5 separate regions of the Mus musculus genome follow, and regions 2, 3, 4 and 5 are each linked to region 1. Evidence: chromatin contacts called from public HiChIP or PLAC-seq and promoter capture Hi-C data. All regions are on one chromosome and are shown on one strand. The core of a region is the stretch at or near the end of the contact, and the rest is flanking DNA. Distances in the headings are between cores, read along the strand shown.

Region 1 (2,700 bases), core at 9-2,508:
TGTCTGACCACACAGGGAAGCAGAGAAAGGTGGCTCCTCTGAGTGAAACTGATCATTTAGTGCCTGGAATCAGGAAGCTTGCCAGTGTGGGCAGACACCAGGCAGACGCCAATCTGACACGCCACTTCTTTATTTTGTAAAATCTTATGTTTTTGTTTATCTCATGTGAATTAATAGGAGGTATCTGATGTAGAGCTTTAACTATTCCTGATTAGGGTTTTATATACTTTCTTATGCCCATCTAAAATCTTCGTACTTCTCATTTTCCTTGCAGAAGAATAACCCCCAGTGCCATCACACAGAGGAAATGACCACAATGAATTGTTACATTATGCCTGGTCTTTCTCCCAAGAGACCATCAGCTCCGGGGTAGTAAACTAGGTGCTCTCCATTAATAAATCTGATGATGCGATGCTGTAAATTTTCTTGTTGACGTGTACAATTCAGAATGTGATGTTCTCCACCCTACCCTGTAACGACAAACAGGTTGTAATGGCAGGTGCATTTTGTTCAATGTAGCATCCATACACTAATCCTGAAGTTGTTTTGATTCACAAGGCGACTAGGACACTTAAAGACATTTCTAAGATTAAAAGGGTTAAGGATCCTTCACTCAGCTTTAACTAAAACATCTCACCGGATGCAGGTGTATTTGCAAAATTAGTTTGGCTTCAGCGTCCTCAGCCCCAGGTTGTAGAGAGCACTGGAGGGTGGAATCCTTGTAACTTGCTTATCGCAGCGCGCGCGTGTCTTTGGGCGTCGGAGTCCGCGCAGGGCACGTATGGACCCACTTTTCTAACCTGACCCTCACCTCAAAGCCTGTCAACTCTTAAGTCCCTCCCTCCGCGCGAGGCCCGCCTCTCTCATCCACTTCCATGCTCCGCCCCCAGAGCGGAAACGTGGTACTGTAATTGGCCGAGTCTCCTCTCACTCCGACAATACAACCATTCCTTGGCATCCCGGAGTAGGGTGGCGCTGCCAATCACAGCGCTCGCAGCCGCAGGAGCCGGGTCCGGAACGCCCAGAGGCGGGGCCGGAGGCGGGGCGCCGACACAGGATTAGTTGCCATTCCGAGTGAGAAGCGGGTCGAGGTGGCGGCGGCAGCGGCGGCGGCGTTTGCGGTGGCGCGGGTTACGCGCAGCGCGAGGCGCCTCGAGGCCCCTTTCTCTCCTCCGAGGCTAAAGTCCCGGCGCTGCCCGTGGTCGCCGAGTCGTGTCGCGCGGGCGACCCCCCGCGAGGGCTGAGCAGCCGCGGGAAGCGGGCGAGTGCCCTGTCAGCGCGATGCCCGGGGCGGCGGCGGCGGCGGCCATGGGCTCGACGCGGGCTCTGCCGTGAGCGCCCCGCAGAGCGCCGCGGGGCGGTTGAGCCGTTGGACGTTGGCCGTCGCGGCGTCCCCTCCCCCTCGGCGGCGGGGTGCGCGTCGGAAGGGGAGCCCCGCGGCTCCGCCCCTCCCCGCCCCTCCCCCGTACACATCGCACGCACCGCGGCGCCGGCTCCCACACGCTCGCTCGCGCGCCCGCCCGCCCGCCCGCCCGCGGAGCCACCATGTCCACTGCGTCCTCCAGTTCCTCTCAGACCCCTCACTCCGCGCCGCAGAGGATGCGGCGCAGCACCGCGGGCTCCCCGCCCGCCGCTGCCGGGAGCGGGACGGGGCCGGCCGGGAGCTGCGCACCGGCTGCGGGAGCCGGTCGGCTGCTGCAGCCCATCCGCGCCACGGTGCCCTACCAGCTCCTGCGGGGCAGCCAGCACAGCCCCACGCGCCCGGCCGCCGCCGCCGCCACCGCCGCCGCCGCGCTCGGCAGTCTCTCCGGGCCCGGAGGGGCCCGCGGCCCCAGCCCGTCCAGCCCGACTCCACCGCCGGCCGCTGCCCCAGCCGAGCAGGCGCCTCGCGCCAAGGGCCGCCCGAGACGGTCCCCCGAGAGCCGGCGGAGGAGCAGCTCACCTGAGAGACGGAGTCCCGGCTCGCCCGTGTGCAGAGGTAGCGAGCCCAACCCTCCCGTCCTCCCGGGCTGCGTCTCCCCGACGGTGCCCTGCGTGGAAAACTTCAGCCTCTCCGGGCTTCTGTTTGCTAGTGCATTACCGAAGGTGTGAAAGTGGCTTTGGGAATCTCACCCCCCACCCTGAGGTCGCTGCAGGGCTTGGAGGAGCGACCTGGAAATCAACTTTTATCCGACCCTCACACCGCCACTCAGATTTTATCTTGCATCCCTCGCCTGCAAAAGAAAAGTGTTTCGGTTTAATAGCTTATTAGCTTTCTGTGTTTGGAGCCGGGCAAGGAGGAGCCGTGTGAAACCCTTAAACACGCACACAAACTCTCTAGCGGGGCATAAGGTGGTAGTGGTAATCTCTGCAGCCTTTGTGCTTTCCCACAAAGTTCTTGTCTGGAGTATGTTTGTGTTTTGGAGACTTGATGGCGGTAGTTAGGTTGTTAGAATATCCTTTGCATGTGTAGGGGAGGCAGTTTAAAGTGTATGCTGTTTATCCATCCTCTCCTCTACTTTATATAGTCATGTATTAGATCACTACTGCACTACAAATGGCTTATGCCGGAATGGTGGTTTTCGTGGTGAATTTCTTAAAGCCTGTTTGTGGAGTGTGTTCACTTTTTCCTTGCATCTTTAAGTATACTTAGCAGTTCAGCTGAGCTGTGTAGAGAGATCTCCTTTCTTTTTTGTTAGGTATCAAAGGTAATGGTGAGTG
Region 2 (2,730 bases), core at 220-2,719, 450 kb before region 1:
TTTTAAAGACACAGCATATCACATGACATGAAAAAAGATTTCATCAATATTCCAGGAAAAACTAAGTCAACAACAAATGCGGGTTTCATATGAAGTCGCTCTCCCATCTCAGCCATGCTTGGGAAGACAAGTATTTCAGAATTGAAATTTATACATTTTGGAATACTTGTTTGTGTATAGTGGCTTCCTCTGGAGACAGCCCATCTATTCAAACACAGAATGTATTTATATTTCACATGCACCTTTTACAGAAACCCAAGTGCCTTTAGATTTGACTGTCGCTCCCTGCAAAGAATCAGCTATGGACGTGTCACACGTGGTCATGCTGTGATTAAAAGTTTCTAGATTTGGAGAATTTCTTGTTCAGACTTTTCCAGTTAGGGATGTCCCAACTGACACCTGGTGCTCACTCACATCAGAGACCTGATGGCTCACCTTTGGTCCTTGGGTTCCTATTCCCCGAGGCCCAGAGGGACCTGGAGGGCCTCTGACTCCTGGTTCTCCCTGAAAAGACATAATGAATGACAAGTTACCAATTGACAAAAGTCTTACAGTATATAACTTTTCATGTTGAATATACACTTTCAAAGAATAGATACAAACTTTTAAATCCCTTGGATTTTACTAGATATTCACTGAGCCTTTTCACCCAGTCATTTTACCATTTCAACATTATGTGCTCTCTTTACTTTCTTCTCGGCAGTAACGCACTCTTTCCTGATAAAGGTTCCATTTCAAATCAATCTAGTTAATTAACTTCCTGGCAGCATTCATGTGTGCTTCTGTCAGAGCTTGCTTCTCTGAAGTTTGAAAAAGTAATTACTGTGTTTTTGAACAGAGGAGGAAAGGAAATATAACGATAAAAAGTGGCCAGAAAGAGCTATGCCCACATCCTGAATGAGCTACTCCTGTTATTGCAGTAACTAAAACTGTGCTATTTGACTTGGGGGTTGACTCTGTTATTTGGACCACAGGGTGATTATGAGCACAGGGATCTTTCTGTTTCTCCAAGGTGTGACACTTTAAGGCAGGTTGAGTCCTGGAGCTATACCTTTCCGAGATGGCAGGGTTAAAGACAGAAATAAAACCCTCCTTATCCTTCAATTTAATGTTAGGATATGTTAGGACTATGCCAGGTTAATGTTAGGATTGTTGAGAGTTGACATCATTTAATACCCACAACAATCTTCTAGTTACCATGGTGACTTGCTTACCTGATTTTCTGAACTTCAGTAAACTCACCAGATAGGTGGAAATTAACATCTACACTTCACAGAGATAGGGAATGAAATGAGAGAGTGATCCATAAGGCCTCCCACGGGGTGCACACTCTGTAAATGTCAGTTCACTACACACCTGCTTTAATTAAAGAGGAAACAAAGCTTTCCAAGGCTGCACAGCCTCTAAGAAGAGGTTGGGCTTAGCACACTGAAAAAGCAGTAACCCTGAGGAGCTAGGACAGCCTCTTGGGCAAACAGCTCAGCAGTTTCTCCTAACACCCAACATGTGTTTACCACCTGACCTGATGTTATTGCCAAGCATACATGTGATGAAAATAAGATCAAGTAACACCCAAAGTCCCACTCATGAATCTCCTCAGCAGAAGTATTCATAATAGCTCAAAACCAGAAAGAGCCCAATGTCCATGGTCTGGAGGAGGAATAGACAAAATCCTGTGAGAAACAAACTGCAGGTTCATGCTATAATATGGATGTACTTCAAAAACATTGCTCTTCTTGACAGACACTGGCATGGTGGAGAATTCCACTGATGGAATGCTCAGAAGAAAATAAATCTATAGAAAGATAAATAGATGAGTAGTTGCCAGAGGCTAGGATTACAGAGATGAATTGATTATAAATAAGCATGGAGGATCCTATAGAGGTAAGGAAATGTTCAAAAATTGATCTGTGAAGACAGCTGTACTACTTGGTAAACTGGTAAAATATCACTGGAGCCAGGCAGTGGTGGCACATGCCTTTAATCCCAGCACTTGGGAAGCAGAGGCAGAAGGATTTCTGAGTTCGAGGCCAGCCTGGTCTACAGAGTGAGTTCCAGGACAGCCAGGGCTATAAAGAGAAACCCTGTTATGAAAAATAAACAAACAAACAAACAAACAAACAAACAAATCAATCAATCACTGGATACCCAAATGCCAAATGGAGGGGCCAGAAAGATGGTTCAGCAGTTAAGATATTAGTTGGCTCTTCAGAGGACCCAGGTTTAGTTGCCAGCATCCATGTAGCAGCTCACTCCTGTCTGTAACTTCTGTTCCAAGGCATCTCACACCCCCTTCTGGCCTTTTGGAGGCACCAGGCAAACATATGGTGCATATAATTATATAATTTAATTGCTTAAAGTTTTCTTTTTAAAAGAAGATTCAGAATCAGGCTTTGGACTTGTATGTCTCAAGATCTTTGTCTTTATAAAATGCTAATATAATTAAAATAATCTGGATAACTTTACAGCTCACTTTTTTACTGGCTCAATTCTCCTCATCTTACCCAAGGATTTATAGACATGGCTGTTAGGAGAGAGGTATTTTTTTTCTCAGTACAGCCCAAGCCCAAGTTGCCCAAGTTCCTGCAGATGACTCTTCATTCACGCTCCTGTAAGTTTGATCCTATTAAACCCATTGGTGTCCAAACTGCACTTGAGTGGAGTCATTTTTTTACTTCTCCCATCATGCTCCACCTGGGATGTGTAGACATTTGTTCAAGTTTCCTCAGA
Region 3 (2,700 bases), core at 103-2,602, 280 kb before region 1:
CATATGTGTGCATTGTCTAAGGAGACCAGCCAGAGGTAAGCATTGGATCCCTGGGAACTGGAGTTACAGGTGCTTGTGAGCCACCATGTCGATGCTGGGGAATTGAACCTGGATCCTCTGGAGTTGTTCTTAACCATAGAATCATTGCTGCTGCCCCAAGTTATTAATAGTTTTAATCTGTACTGGTATACCCAGTTCATAGAGTTTTCTAGATGTGGTGATTAATTTTATGTAGCTGTTTCTCCAAAATCAGTTGCTTTGAGAGAAAGATTATGTGCCATCTCTTTATAGTTTATTGGTGTTACAGGAGAATGGCCTGCGTTTTTATGTCTATCTAACTGAATTAGCTAGGTCTGTCTGCATTTGAAGGACAAAGCTTCACTGTTAAGGACAGTGGCCTTCCGAGGCGTCTTTAGCAATTGATGACTCTTCTAGCATCTGAACAGTACCTTTGGAACACATTTCAAAATAAACTTATAAATAAATGGCGTGTATAATTTTCCCCCCCAGTATGAAAACAAAGTTGCTGTACGTGACAGAGTGGCATTCGCTTGTAAATTCCTTGGTGATGCTCAGGTGAGAACTGATTCAAATCTGTATTTGAGGTGATTAATGTTTACTATGAATTATTCTTAAGAAATTAATCTTTACATGTAATTACATGCCTATGAGATTTTTATATAAAATCTAAGAAGGCAGTTATTACATTGAAATTATAAATATGCATATAATAACTAAATTTGTTTTAGAATATTGAGTTGATGTTTTAGTTTATTTTTGCATTTTGAAGAACTTAGCAGATACAAGTTTTAAACTCAGGCTTTAGTAACACACACAGTGCTGTAAACACTGAGCTGCTGCTCTGATGGTGGGGAGGAGGAAGTGCACAGAGATGTAGCAGTGCTGTAGTCGGGACAGATGGTAGGGGAATGGGAAGGATGTTGGCTGCAGTTTGCACAGAATGAAATGGAAAGGAAATAGTTTTTATTGATGATTATGAACATAGAGCTCTAATTCTGTGATACTGTTATACTACCATGATCGTCAAGCACTTGCTGAAAAGAGGACACTTTTCGTAGATCTAGCTATCTGTAAACATAGGAAAGAAATGTCTTACTTTTTTTTTAAATGATTGTGGGAACTAGGGAGATAGATAGCACAGTCGTTAAATACTCACTTTGGAAGCTCAGGGACCTGAATTGAATCCCCTGGAGCCCGTGGAAAAACCTGAGTGCAGCAGCAGATACTTGTAATCCCAGGCTGGGTGGCAGAAGCAGGAGGGTCCCCGGGACTCACTGCTCTCTCATACTAGCAAAACACTGAGCTCAGCTTCAGTGAGAGCCCTGTATCAAAATATAACTTGGAAAGCTGTTGAGAAAGACATCTGTTGTCAATCTCTGGTCTCCACACATGCCCTCGCACACATGCCACACAAAAAAAAATTGATTGTGGGTAGATAATGTATTGAAACTTGAAATTGATATAGACTCCTCAGTACATATTTAGATTTTGGCAAGGGATTTTGACTTAAAATGTTTTTCATCAAGAATAAAAATGTTCAAAATATAGTAATTCTCAGTTATAAAATATGTAGTGAAACAGATTGTATCGAAAAACTCACTTTGAATTTTTCAGTTAAATAAATACATTGAAAAGCTGACCAATGAAATGAAAGAGGCTGGAAATTTGGAGGGGATCTTGCTTACAGGCCTCACTAAAGATGGAGTGGACCTGATGGAGAGCTATGTGGATAGAACTGGAGATGTTCAAACAGCAAGTTACTGCATGTTACAGGTTAGTGCAGTGTGACACTGGCGCCACACTCTACATGTTCCATATTTCCTCAGCTAAAGTGCATGTGCTCTGTTCCCTGCATATGGGTTTTTGTTTGCAGCTTCTCCATTGTTCTGTTGAGGATGTGTGTTTCATCTTACTGGCCCTAATCACGTCATTTGCTTCTCCAGGTTTTCCCTTTAGTCAGAACTAGCTGTGTTGACTGGGTCTGAGTTCATGTACAGCTCAGATGGAAGCAGAGACGCTTCTCTTGAAGGCCTCAGATCAGAGTCTCCCTCACCTTTCATCAAGGACTCTCTCCCCTGACCTGAACAGTGGTTTGGTAGCATTTGAATCGAAGGCGAGACGTTAAGTTACACTTGAGTTCTTTTACTCCCCAGTAGCCATCTTATTACCCGCAGAGTAATTTAATTCATCAACATTTTTTCATTGCCTTAACTGTCCAGTGGCTAAACCAGATTCCAGGGAAAGATTACTTAATACTTGAATTTTGTGTGAGAAACATAACTCCATCCACTGTGTTGCTGTCCAGCTGGTCTTACCTTTCTTGTTATGAGCACCTCTCTCCTTGGTGCCTTCGTCCTTTTGTATGAAAGCTTGCTTTACGTTGGTGAACAAATTGAAATATGTTTGCCACCCCCTCTCTGTGTGCTTTCCTGTGAACTTATGTAATGCTCGCTCAAAATGCAGTCTGCTTATCTAAGGTACCAAGCCACCACTTGTGAGAAAGGTTTTCCTCCACACAGTTTTCTCACTGGAATGAGTTTTTTGTCTTTTAAATTAAATGCTGATATATGTCTACAGAGAGCACTCTTTGTGAAATATTGTTAAAATGCAGACAGTATGTAAAGTGAGTGACCTTTTAAGAAGTCTAGTCAGATAATCATTTCATTTTAGTTGGGATGC
Region 4 (2,724 bases), core at 160-2,659, 290 kb after region 1:
CTTAACAATTGCAACACTATTTAAAAACCTGAAGGACAAGTCTTAGCTGAGACTATAGGCAGTTTCTTAACTGTGATTATCTATAAAATCAATAACAGATTGCATACTTCCAATATATGATGCTACCGAATAAACATTACCATTCTGAAAGAGAAGGATGAGATCATAGCAAATATTTATCAGACAAAAGTAAGACTAAGCACAGCAGGGCAAATACCAAATATTACAACTCTATGTGTGGCCTTTGAGGTTCATGATGGTGTCATTTGGCCTACAAAGAGCATAGGCAGTTCTGCTGCCTGTAGCAAACATAACTTCTCTATTGATCAGGTACCACTCAATGCACACAGCTTTCTTCAGGATAGTTCATGATCATATATTGTCTCTAGCACACTCAAGTCTCTGCACTTAAATTTCATCTGTAGAACTTCGTTCAGTGGCATCTCCTGGCCTCCTCATAGGGACTCAGACCCTGATACACAGTTACTGGCCTCATAAGCTCTCTCGGACCATGGTCCAAGACTCCACAATCTATTGAATCTTTCATTGTTCATGGGTGCAAAATTTTTACTACATGGGCAACACTTCGAACTTCTGCCAACTTCAGATAGAGCCTAACCTGTGAGTACTGACCCAAGGGAACTGCTTCCCTCATCAGCTGTCTTCAAGAGGCAAAGTCAGTTTAAATTCCCTTCTTTCAAATGAATTTATACTTTCATATATCAGAGCCTCTGATGGGTGGAATCTGGCCATCATTATACCTTTCCTATTGTCCCAGTGCAGAGTAAGTTTCATTTTAACACTTACAGTCTCAGTCAGAAGCATGCATAAGGCCTGGGTCAATCTCTGGTACTGCATAAACTGGACATGGTGGCGCATGCCGGCAATCACTGGAGAAGTGTAGGCAGGTGAGTTAAGAATTCAAGGTTATCTTTGACTACATAGAGAGTTTAAGGCTAGCCTGGGTACATGTGACCCTGTCTCATAACAAAGCAAACCAAAGCGCTCTAGTCCTTGGAATAAGTTCTGTAATAACTCATTCTAAGAAACTACAATTGTGTTTATGTTGCTCAGCTCTTCTGTGCATTTCCCTTCCATTTTTTCAGTTTCTTTCCCTCTCCACTGTTTCTTATCTAGAATTTAAAGCCTTTTTTCCATCCAAATTATGTATTTTGAGTCATATTCTGATGAGTCATGGTGGGATGGGGGGCAGGGTATGTGGAAGACAGAGCAATGTCTTGGAGTTATTCAAGAATGAAGTTAATTACATAGTATTTTGATTGGCTTCTGTCCCACTTTTAAAGTTTTCCATAGCTTACATCAAAACCAACGACCTAATCAAGACATTCCAAACCTTTATCAGTCCCCTTAGCTGCTTTATGAGCCTTGCAACACTGCTTTCTGCTTGCCCCCTCTTGCTCACTGTCCTCCACAGTCACCCTCCTCCCTCTTGACTCATCCACACAGACTGACTGACATCTCTAATTGCCAAGGCCACCCTTTCCTGCAAATGTCCTCCAACTTCTAGCGACTGCCAGAAACTTCTACCCGACTCCTTAATACCATATTTCTGCAGCTTCTATGCTTCTCCCAGATACTTACTGGAGTTCTCAGAATGTTTACCAAAGCTATACTAAATGAAAACTTTCAAAATTAAAAAAAAAAAAAAAGAACAAAGAGACATTAAGCCAAACTTTACTCCAGTGCTTCCCAAATTTCAATAAAGAAATTTATATATACACTTCAGTCATTTAGGCCAAGGATTCTATAATCTACCTTGTGTTCACTAACATATCCACCACAGTGCTTTGGATTCTGGCATTTAACAAATGTTTGGCTCAAAAGTCTGCTGTCAATTAATGACGGAAGTTTTAGATTTAGCAACACTCTTTGAAGGCAGGTTATCAAGTGAATTCCCTTTCCTTTGTTTTGGTAACATCTGCACTAATTCTTCACAGTGTTTCATTCCAGACTGTTATACTCCAGTGTTCATATGGTCTGATTCTGTCCTAACACTACTTTTAAAAGGAGCATGGAAGGCATTAGATATCATGAGGGCCTTGTTGAACAATGAGTATTTGGGTGGATTTCCCTTTCCCCCCATTCCTCTTGCAGACCCCCTGCTACCCTGCTCTCCCCTGTAACTGCTCCTTGCTCTCTTTTTTCTTGTCCCACAAAATCTGATATTCTTTACAAATGCTTCTGTCACAGCAAATCAATTAAAAACTTGTAAAATACTTATATTTTGGAGGGCCTCTGTTTATTGGAAACTTTTAGAGACGGCTCCTAAATTCAAACAATGATCTCAGGATTCTCATGGAGAATTTTCAAACCCGTAGTCCTGTAAATCTCAGCATATATTAACTGGAGTAATTGTTATCTAGAGCTTTATACCAAATATAATTCCCCAAGCATGGACTTGACAGTGAAATCTTTGAGATCTAATTCCACAGAATTAACACTTTGGTGACCTGAAGCTAATGTAGTATCTCACAAACTTGTTTGCATTCAGAATCGCATTTAAAGTTCTGCAACGTGTCTATGCATGATGGCCCACATTTGCAATCCCAGCACTCAGGAGAGTGAGATAGGATCAGGAGTCCTAGGTCAACTTGTACTACATGGTGAGAAGTTATCTCAAAATAACTACTATCTAACTAAGCAACTAACTAATTTAGTTTATCTAAAGAACAATTAAATCTCCATCTCTATAGAGGCAGTAAA
Region 5 (2,700 bases), core at 145-2,644, 420 kb before region 1:
ATTGACATTTAATGAGGTGATATGCCTTACTATTATGTGAAAGCCTATACATATTTTAATAAACTTTACATACTTTCAAATTGTAACAATGTGCCTTGTGATTTCTTTTCCTTTCCAATGCTTTCTTTAAATATCTGTTGACCATTCCTTGAGAAAACATGTGTTGAGTTCTTCTCTATGCTGGAGCTTAAGATGGATGTAGGAAAATAAAGATGAATAATATACACTTGCCTTCTTCCAAAGGCCCACAAGACAGAGTTCGTGATTTGAAGCAAGATGTAAACATGTTTGACATAGCAAGACCATAAGTCAGACCTCTCTTAAATCGGCTCTTTTGACTGGGGACCAGCAGAGGGACAGCTGCTTCCTGCTGTCACTTGCATACCTTGGGGCCGGGCTGTCCTTTCCCAGGCATTCCTTCTGGGCCTCTTGTTCCTGGAAGTCCAGCTTCTCCCTGGAGGGAAGGAGACCAATGCCTCAGTTGGTCCGTGGAGGACAAAATGCAGAGCCCACCTTGTGTCTCCTCTCATTGCCAGGGAATTTGACTTGAACCACCCCCCAAAACACACCAGACCTTCGTTGTCATCTCAGAATTAAATTGGAAACTTGTCAACAAATAAATTAACATTAAGCTCCCCTTCACCCAGAGCAACAGAAATACCACAGAGAGTTCCCATCTCTGCCAATTTCCAAAGCTGAGCTCTCTTTCCTTTGGCTCTTCGCTCACATTTAGTAATTTTTTTTTTCAACAAGAAAGTCTTTCCACCTCACCATCTGCTATTTTTCAGCAGTTTTATTAAAAACTGAGTATTTCAAATGTCAACACCAAATTGTTCAGGACATCTTTACAATAGTTCAGGACATCTTTACAATAGTTCAGGACATCTTTACAATAGCCTTAGCTTCCCAGCTGCATCCTCAGGCTCACTCTTTTGGAGGAAAAGAGATAGTTTTGTTTGTGATTAAACTGATGTGATTTCCAGAACCATGGAACAAAGTGGAAATGCCCAGGCCAAAGTACCAGCTAGAATAAGAGCACGCGGGCCACCAGGGCAGTGGAGGAAACGGACTCTTTTGGGGGTAAAGGGAAAGAAAGGTTGTTCTTACAGACACTGTTCCCTGGTAATTTAACCTCAGGTCCTCGAGGACCACGGTGCTAGTGTGATCCCACAGTTTTGACACTGATGATATTTTAAAAACATAAGATTACCTTCTTTCCAGAGGCCCCATCTTCCCCTGGGACTCCAGGCTGTCCTGGGAGCCCCACTGTGCCTGGCTCCCCCTGGTGGATAAAAAAAATATTTTTTTCAATGACATGTCCTTAAGGTGTACCTCATTTTGAGTTATTAGCTATATCCGAGAGAAACACCTCTGAACAAAGAAATGTGATTAGCAACAAAACTTCTCAACTTTGGGGAAGTTGCCTAACTTCTGCTTTTCAGTCTTTTGCTGTGGGTTGAATTGTGATGTCCCTGAAGAGTTGAATGTAGCTGGAAATAGGGTGTTTATAAATATTATCAAGTTAAGACAAGATTATTAAGATAAGTCCTAGCTCAGTATGACTGGAATCATGATGGAAAGATGATATGGCCTTATACACACAAGTGGAAAACTCTGAGACATCAGAGGCAAACGCAGAAGAGGGGCAGCAGCCACAAGCCTAGGAGTGCTGAGAACTGACAACCATAATGAAAAGCCAAAAAGAGGCCAGAAAGAATTCGTCCCTGTAGGGTTTGTTGAAGGCATGGCTATAGATATCTTGATTTCAGTCTTGTAGCCTCCAGAATTTTGAGACAATAGATTTCTGGTTTTCCAGGGCGCTAAGTCTATGGCACAGTCACATCTGCTCTAGGAAAAGATCCTTTTGTTGGATTAAAAAGGGGAAGTGTAGAGAGAATATCTTGTTCATTGTACGGATGCATTACCTGTCAATTAAAAAGCCTATATGGCCTGTGACTTAGTCAGAAAATAGAAGGTGGTATATCCGAGAGGAGAAAGATTTCTGGGATAGGCCCGGGGAGAGATTTGCCAGGAAGATTTAATGAGCCAGACACATGGTACCTGAGCACAGTAACAAGCCACATGGCAGAATGTAGACTAGGATAAATGGGTTATCTTAGTTTTGATCTAGTCAGAGAAGAACCTGGCTATATGGCCAAGGTATTTGTAAATATATTTTGAGTCAAAGTCTTCTTTCTGGGAGCATGGGGCTGGGAGGAAGAACCAGGGCCTAACTTCTACAATTAAAACGTTAAGCCTAATGTAGCAATGCCATTAGGGAACAGATCTAGTGATTGAAAGCCTCTAGATCAATGGTTCTCAACCTGTAGGGCATCCTGCATATCAGACATCCTGCATATCAGACATCCTGCATATCAGACATCCTGCATATCAGACATCCTGCATATCAGACATCCTGCATATCAGATACTTAATCACAATACATAACGGTCGCAAAGTGACAGCTATGGAATAGCAACAAAATAGTTTTATGGTTGGGGTCAGCACACCTTGAGGGTGTCTTAAAGGGTCACAGCGTCAGGAAGGTTGAGAACCACTGCTCTAGATTCTCCCCCAGGTAGCAAGGCTCTCGTTGGCTCTCGAGCCAAGCCCCACTAATCTTTGAAGTCTTTGGAGAACAGGGTCTCTAATTTACACAAAGCTTTCAAAACACAACACAAAACAGAGGAGACAAAAATC

What was found. Promoter capture Hi-C pulls out the DNA fragments that hold promoters and counts their contacts. HiChIP or PLAC-seq counts read pairs in DNA pulled down with a chosen protein or histone mark.
Region 2: a contact with region 1 is called in a promoter capture Hi-C map of pre-B cells. The contact joins the enhancer-like site here to the promoter of Glcci1 in region 1. A contact is called at or near these places in 10 of 39 promoter capture datasets (the 3T3-L1 cell line, 3T3-L1-derived adipocytes, the C10 cell line and 5 more), 3 of 484 Hi-C or Micro-C datasets (the HPC-7 cell line, LSK cells and adipose-derived mesenchymal stem cells) and 1 of 115 datasets of contacts at active chromatin or transcription factors (craniofacial prominence).
Region 3: a promoter capture Hi-C map of hippocampal neurons shows a contact between it and region 1, with 2.4 times the contacts expected there. The contact joins the enhancer-like site here to the promoter of Glcci1 in region 1. A contact is called at or near these places in 10 of 39 promoter capture datasets (the 3T3-L1 cell line, the C10 cell line, the HPC-7 cell line and 6 more), 15 of 484 Hi-C or Micro-C datasets (B cells, CD4 T cells, CD8 T cells and 11 more), 13 of 115 datasets of contacts at active chromatin or transcription factors (the 230-238 cell line, astrocytes, bone marrow-derived macrophages and 9 more) and 3 of 9 other capture datasets (adipose tissue, liver and pancreatic islet).
Region 4: an HNF4G HiChIP or PLAC-seq map of pancreatic cancer cells shows a contact between it and region 1. The contact joins the enhancer-like site here to the promoter of Glcci1 in region 1. A contact is called at or near these places in 5 of 39 promoter capture datasets (the 3T3-L1 cell line, the C10 cell line, the HPC-7 cell line and 2 more), 1 of 115 datasets of contacts at active chromatin or transcription factors (pancreatic cancer cells) and 1 of 9 other capture datasets (liver).
Region 5: a contact with region 1 is called in a promoter capture Hi-C map of pre-B cells. The contact joins the enhancer-like site here to the promoter of Glcci1 in region 1. A contact is called at or near these places in 5 of 39 promoter capture datasets (3T3-L1-derived adipocytes, the C10 cell line, the HPC-7 cell line and 2 more), 1 of 484 Hi-C or Micro-C datasets (the HPC-7 cell line) and 2 of 115 datasets of contacts at active chromatin or transcription factors (craniofacial prominence and double positive thymocytes).

What each region holds. Positions count from the first base shown.
Region 1 is chr6:8,508,342-8,511,041 of GRCm38.p6, forward strand. Glcci1 (glucocorticoid induced transcript 1) reads left to right here and starts at 1,259. Exons shown (of 8, transcript NM_133236.3): 1 at 1,259-1,978. The coding sequence starts at 1,546. A430035B10Rik (RIKEN cDNA A430035B10 gene) reads right to left here and starts at 820. Exons shown (of 2, transcript NR_040452.1): 1 at 638-820; 2 at 1-470.
Region 2 is chr6:8,061,787-8,064,516 of GRCm38.p6, forward strand. Col28a1 (collagen, type XXVIII, alpha 1) reads right to left here. Exons shown (of 35, transcript NM_001037865.1): 26 at 436-504. Among named protein-coding and RNA genes, the nearest start is that of Gm35384, 63 kb to the left of the region's middle. Within about 2 kb of position 1,470, at least 8 of the 459 cell types and tissues checked have an H3K27ac peak or open chromatin away from gene starts, as enhancers often do. A contact at or near this core is called in pre-B cells, where this site is marked.
Region 3 is chr6:8,226,334-8,229,033 of GRCm38.p6, forward strand. Mios (meiosis regulator for oocyte development) reads left to right here. Exons shown (of 12, transcript NM_145374.2): 7 at 511-576; 8 at 1,636-1,794. Among named protein-coding and RNA genes, the nearest start is that of Mios, 18 kb to the left of the region's middle. Within about 2 kb of position 1,353, at least 7 of the 459 cell types and tissues checked have an H3K27ac peak or open chromatin away from gene starts, as enhancers often do. A contact at or near this core is called in hippocampal neurons, where this site is marked.
Region 4 is chr6:8,801,557-8,804,280 of GRCm38.p6, forward strand. No RefSeq gene overlaps it. Among named protein-coding and RNA genes, the nearest start is that of Gm38765, 3.3 kb to the right of the region's middle. Within about 2 kb of position 1,410, at least 18 of the 459 cell types and tissues checked have an H3K27ac peak or open chromatin away from gene starts, as enhancers often do. A contact at or near this core is called in pancreatic cancer cells, where this site is marked.
Region 5 is chr6:8,085,722-8,088,421 of GRCm38.p6, forward strand. It overlaps Col28a1 (collagen, type XXVIII, alpha 1), which reads right to left. Exons shown (of 35, transcript NM_001037865.1): 19 at 1,211-1,282; 20 at 386-454. Among named protein-coding and RNA genes, the nearest start is that of Gm35384, 87 kb to the left of the region's middle. Within about 2 kb of position 1,395, at least 4 of the 459 cell types and tissues checked have an H3K27ac peak or open chromatin away from gene starts, as enhancers often do. A contact at or near this core is called in pre-B cells, where this site is marked.